Linked DNA regions of Mus musculus: region 2 is linked to region 1. A link is a contact called in public HiChIP or PLAC-seq data. All regions are on one chromosome and are shown on one strand. Each heading gives the region's core, a stretch centred on a gene start, on an enhancer-like site or on the middle of the called end of the contact. The rest is flanking DNA. Distances are from core to core; before and after follow the strand shown. Region 1 holds the start of Osm (oncostatin M). Region 2 overlaps Gm11958 (predicted gene 11958).

Evidence for each region. HiChIP or PLAC-seq counts read pairs in DNA pulled down with a chosen protein or histone mark.
Region 2: a contact with region 1 is called in an H3K27ac HiChIP or PLAC-seq map of CD8 T cells, with 10 times the contacts expected there. The contact joins the enhancer-like site here to the promoter of Osm in region 1. A contact is called at or near these places in 1 of 484 Hi-C or Micro-C datasets (erythroblasts), 4 of 115 datasets of contacts at active chromatin or transcription factors (CD8 T cells, the SCID.adh cell line and embryonic stem cells) and 2 of 9 other capture datasets (adipose tissue and pancreatic islet).

Annotation. Positions count from the first base shown.
Region 1 is chr11:4,235,402-4,238,292 of GRCm38.p6, forward strand. It overlaps Osm (oncostatin M), which reads left to right and starts at 1,384. Exons shown (of 3, transcript NM_001013365.2): 1 at 1,384-1,512. The coding sequence starts at 1,482.
Region 2 is chr11:4,287,698-4,290,611 of GRCm38.p6, forward strand. The region is part of intron 2 of Gm11958 (predicted gene 11958); the gene reads left to right. Among named protein-coding and RNA genes, the nearest start is that of Gm11958, 3.7 kb to the left of the region's middle. Within about 2 kb of position 1,419, at least 74 of the 459 cell types and tissues checked have an H3K27ac peak or open chromatin away from gene starts, as enhancers often do. A contact at or near this core is called in CD8 T cells and the SCID.adh cell line, where this site is marked.

The sequences.
Region 1 (2,891 bases), core at 134-2,633:
CTTGGAGCTTCCCTCTGTCTCCTTATCACAGTGAGAGCTTGAGTGTAGGGGTATAGGGACTGTCCCAGGATGACATCACGGATATGAAATGCAGAAGGATCCCTGACCAGGGCCCTAGGGAACAGCACCCTGGAGTGGGCAGAGGTAAGAAATTCAGTAGGAGGAAATGAAGACTTCAGAAGGATCTAGTCTAGACTGTACTGGGGAGTTGCTAACAAGGGGGACACTCTGCTAGGTGCAGAGAATATGTGGATGGGGGCACAGTCGCCTCCTGGATAGGGAGTGGGGGGGTTGTTGAATGAATATATGAGGGCCAACAGCAGGTACAGCCTAAGGATGCTCATTCTAGCTTGGCAGATGTGCTGTGGCTTCCAAGCATGGCCTGTGGATCTGGCTCAGCCTGGGCCTCAGTCCCTCAGTGCGGAGAAGCAGAAGACCCACCCATGATGGATCGCTATCTTTCAGAGAAAGTGAAACCTTGTGTCCAACTGTCGCAGCTCCCCCACCCCTCCCTCCAGCTTCCCCTCTGAGCTCACAGCTTCCCGGTCTCCCCCGCCCCCTCCATCCCATCCCCTGAAAACCAGTACTTGGAATTCAAGCCTAGTCTTTTCTTTTTTCTTCAAAGGCTTTTTTGCCTTTTATGTCCATGTTGGCAGTGACCTTGAGGGGTGAACCAAGGAGTGCTTTTCTCTCTCGCTTTCTCAGGTGGGGCTCAAAGTAGCTGAGTGACTTGCCTCAGACAACACAGCGACACAGCGTGTCACAAGCTTTGAACCCGTTCTCTAATTTCTCTTGCTCCAAGGGTCCTAAAGGACCCTGTCTACAGAGAGAGGATCTGGGATTGGGAAGGCTGGGCGAGGACAGTTAATAGAGACAATGGAAATGAGTTGGGCTAGAAGATGCTGACCTGGGATTAGAGGCACAATCTTTGGGGCCCAAGTCTGGCTCTGTGCCCAGAGCCTGGTGGTTTCCGCTCACAGATGTCCCGACAGCCCAAGCGAGAGGGTGGGAAGGGCACTCAACAAGGAAGATGTCTGGCTCCCTTTAGCCCTAAACCTTCGTGTCCTAGGAGGTTGGTAGTTTCTGGACCAGGGGTGGCCTCCCTTGCAAGTCGTGCTCTGACCCCTGGACTGATCCCTGAAGATGATACGGACCCCCGTGCTGCCCGCTCACCCCAAGAAGGCTGAGGCTGCGGTTTACATCATCCTTGGGCGTGGGGCTGACCTCGAAGAACGAATTCGAAGAAAACGGGAGGAGGAGCGGGCATGTCATGGCGCATGGCGCCCATTGGCCGCCTGGGGAGACTTTGGTTTTTGGGGTCATGTTCCCAGAAGGCCTGCCCTTCCCCCTCCCCCTCCCCACCCACCTCACGAGATGTTGGCCAATCGCCCCGTCGGGCATAAAGTGGCTGCCAGCCTGCAGGACACCCAGCCAAGCTGTGTCACCCCTGAGAGGCACGGGCCAGAGTACCAGGACCCAGTATGCAGACACGGCTTCTAAGAACACTGCTCAGTAAGTACTTCCTTCCTTTCTACCATCCCAGGGCGCAGCTGGGCCAACTGGCTGCTGTAGGCACCCTCTGCCCTTGGGAGCTGTAGATCAAGTGAAGGATGTGGACGAGAGGGAGAACTAGTAGGGCAGGGATCCACTGAGACCCCAGCATAGCCACAGGTGGAAACGTAGTATTTCTGGAAGGTATTCCAGAGGGAGGCGTGAGAGAGACCATGCCGGGGACCAGGGCATGAGGGAAGAGGAGAAAGAGTGAGAAGAGTCTGGAGAAGCCCAAGGCAGGTAGGGGATGAGCAGAGAAGGAAGTTCCAGATCTGCGCGGAAATGGAGCAAGGGGCTCACTTCTTGCTCTGATTCAATTCTCGGGGTCTGGGGCAGATGCAAAGTCAGCCAAGCCAGAGGTCCTTAGATCATCCCGCCACTCATACAGCCACACCCACACGGGGACAGGCAAGCAGAGCCATCTATGTGGGAACAGGTCCTCCCTCTCAGTAAGGTAGGAAGTCTCACCTGCAGACCAGAACCCCCGGTGACCGGGGCAGGTACTGCAGTGCCTCACCTAGGTCTACGGGCACACCCCCACAGGCACTGGTCCATGTGCACCTGTTACAAGCTCGCTGTGGACCCTCACTGGCAGTGTAGCTGCAGACACGGGGGAAGATGGGGAGGGGACTTGTGGTTGGCACGCCTGGGCTACAGGCCCTCCCCAGGGGCGAGGGGGTGGGGTGGGGTGGGGCTGGTTGGTTTGTAGGAAGGGAAGGATGGTGTCGTAGCCTTCCGGGCCATTGCACCACAGGCCCCTTCCGACCACGTGGCTGCCGGTGCCTGTGAGGGTGGGGGCCTGCGAGCTGGAACTATGATCATCTGCCCTCACCCCTACAACCTTCTCCTGGGCTCCCAGCAGTCCTGGTGTGTGCGTGTGTTAGGGGTTCGTGTGTCGGTGGCAGGAAGGGCAGGGCGAGTGCTGAGCATGGGTGACCTGGACAGGCTTTCCTCTCGCATCTTGCTCACCTTTCAGCAGAATGGCCGTCAGCACTGGCTGGCCCAGTGAGTGGAGAGGTGCTTTTTCTGGCTCTGTGAAAAGAGCTTAGGTGACCTGCTGCCCTGGGGCTGCACCTCAGGACAGACCCCTGGTCAACTCTATTCTGCCTACAGGGAATGTTAAGGTCTATAAAGTAGTCAGGAACTTAACCTGTCAGTCTTAGGACAGAGCTAACCCTTGTATGAGGCCAGATATCTTATAGAGGACTCTCTTGTCTGTTCGTTATGCCATAAAGTCAGGACAGGGATGCTGGAGGCTACAACCCAACCTCTCCCCGAAGAGCTGCAGGGAAATTGCAGCCACCACCATCTCCTTCACCCTGTTTGGTTTATGGTGGAAG
Region 2 (2,914 bases), core at 169-2,668, 52 kb after region 1:
TTCTGGACAAGAAAGGTTCCTTCAGGGAAGTGTCAGAGAGATGGGAGTTCTTCCTCTCTTGGGGGTGCCTCCTCATCTGCAGCCTTTGTAATCCCTGTGACAATCCTGTCCACTGTGGTGGTTTCCCAAGTTCTGTGAGGGGCTCAAACAAACTAACGGAAGGCAGGGAGGGAGTGTGGGAACCTGTTTTATAGTCGGCATGTGAGCAAAAACTCCTGGCATGAGCTGGAAGCAGACCCTACCGGTGAGCGGCGAGCTTGGCAGGACTGAGTGGATTCAAGAGCACCCAGCTGTGTCATGAACTTCCGAGTTGCTTGCTGGTGTGGTCACAGAAATGTTCAGAAGGAGAAACTGAGTCAGAGGTGGATTGGCTTCTTCCTTATGTAGCCTCAGACGCCCACCTCAGGTAGCCCGTTCTGTCACAGTCCTTTGTCCACGTTCCCATTCCTCTGCTCTCGGGGCTGACACAGACCAACTTCATTCAGCCTTTGGCTATGAAGCCTCTGCACATTTGAGGACATCTGTGTGAGTTTTCTCTATCATACTGAACAGCCTCTATGGGACATTGCCTCTGTGTGTGTGTGTGTGTGTCTGTGTGTGTGTGTCTGTGTAAGTGTATGTGTGTGTGGCTGTGGCTGTGTGTGCGTGCATGTGGCTGTGTGTGTATATGTAAGTGTATTTGTGTGTGGCTGAGTGATGTGGCTGTGTGTGTGGCTGTGTGTAAGTGTGTATGTGTGTGTGTGTCCAAGTGTGTGTGGCTCTGTGTGTGTGTATGTGTTTCTGTGTGTGTGTGTGTGTGTGTGTGTGTATGTGTGCCTGTGTGAGTGTATGTCTATGTGGCTCAGTGTGTGTGTGTGTCTGTGTAAGTGTATGTGTGTGTGGCTGAGTGATGTGAATCTGTGTGTGTGCATGTGGCTGTGTATGTGTATGTGTGTATGTGTAAGTGTGTGTGTGTGGCTGTGTGTAAGTGTGAGTGTATGTGTGTCCAAGTGTGTGTGTGTGTGTGTGTGAACCCAGGGTTTTGCACATTCTAGGCAAGGTTCTATCAGCTAACCCAGGATGCATGACCTAAATGTGGAGCTGGTCTCCTGCTCCTGCAGAATCCCAGGCCTTCTGTCACCTGCCATGTCAGCTCAGAGCCAACAGGGCTAAAGGAGAGTGGTGGAGTCCAGGAGCCCCAACACCTTGGCTGCCTCTACAAACCTCAGCTTATCTCCCACTGAACAGAGAAGACACCTTCAGGCCTTGTTTGTGCTGTGACCCCACAGAGAGCAGAAGCAAGGTGAAGTCACAGACCAAGACAGCACAAGAAGTGCCATTATGCCCTGCTTAGCCCTGTCCTAGAACCTTCGTCGCTGGCCAGGGATTGAATTCTGACTCTAGAGACAGAACTGTAAGGATGCCACACCTGCCTTAGAGAACAAAGCAGTCATCCGTCTACAGTGCAGAAACACTGGCTAGAGAGTCCCAGTCATGGGGTGGGAGGACAACAAAACAAAACAATTTCAATGACAACACAGTGGCATTGGCTGCCTTCAGATTCAGGACCCATAAATCCCAGGGCATCAGGGACTCAGGGGCCAAGGCAGAAAGGAAGAGATTGTAGGACTTCTGAGACTGGAGGCAATGGAAGGATGAGGGAGGCCCTGTGGATTCAGTGTTGGTAGAGTGTGATCTGCATGGCCTATGCCCAGGTCCCTGCCTCTCTCTCACACCCACCTCCTCTTTCACTTTCTCTTGTGGCTTCTGTTTCCTTCCTCCCTTCAAAGCTTGTGAGCTATCACCTCGGGAGCCTCTCTCTGTCTTTTCTTGGAATTTGCCCAGGAGGTGACACCTGCTCTTCTGTTTCGATTTCTCCTCAGGCATCAGTGTTTCCCCAGGGAGGCCCAGGAACAGGGTTTCAGGGGGAGGACAGCAGGCCATCCTAACAGACAGGAAGGCAGGCATGTGTCACCTGGGCTCACAAGTCCCCCTGATCGCCTGCCCTGCGTCCCTCCACGTGCTTGCTGATGTCCTGACGAACTGTTCACAGATCTGACCTCCCTGATGTATGAGTTCTGTCAAATCTAAACCTTAAACTTTTCTTCCCTCCCAGACAGCCTCTCCCTATGGAGTTCAGGCTAGCCTCAGGCTGGCCTCTCCTGTCCCTGCCACTGTGGAGCTCAGGCTAGCCTCAGGCAGGCCTCTCCTGTTCCTGCCACTGTGGAGCTCAGGCTAGCCTCAGGCTGGGCTCTCCTCTCCCTGTCACTGTGGAGCTCAGGCTAGCCTCAGGCTGGACTCTTCTGTCCCTGCCTCTGAAGTGCGGGGACAACAGGTGTGCACCACCATGCTTGCCTCTAGCCTTCTCTTTTTGACATAGCTTTATAGAGATAGGGTGCTCCACCATTCAACCCTCTCATTCAAAAGGGCAGTTCAGTGGCTTTTAATGTATTCAGATGTATACCTACAACCACAGAGAATTTTAGAACATTTTTTGTAACTGTAAAAATAACCATGGCTTGGCATGGTGGCACAGATCTTTGATTCTAGTACTTGTGAAGTTCAGGCTCACATAGCCTGGGCTACTGTCCTAATACAAAAAAATTCACATAAATGCACTCATTTGAGTAGCCTTTGAGGACCAATGTCTGTCATTTAAGTTAGTGTTTGCAAAGATGGCCCTGCTGGAACATAGTTTCTTTTTTCTGTTCTTTCTTTGTTGTTGTTGTTGTTGTTGTTAGAACCAGGGTTTCTCTGTGTAGAGGAGCCTGGTTGTCCTGGAACTCACTCTGCAGACCAGGCTGGCCTTGAACTCAGAGATCTGCCTGCCTCTGCCTCCAGAGTGCTAGGATTAAAGGTGTGTGCTACCACCACTGCTGGCTTCCTTCTTTTCCTGGCTAGATAACATTCTATTGTAGGGACAGAACATAGTCTC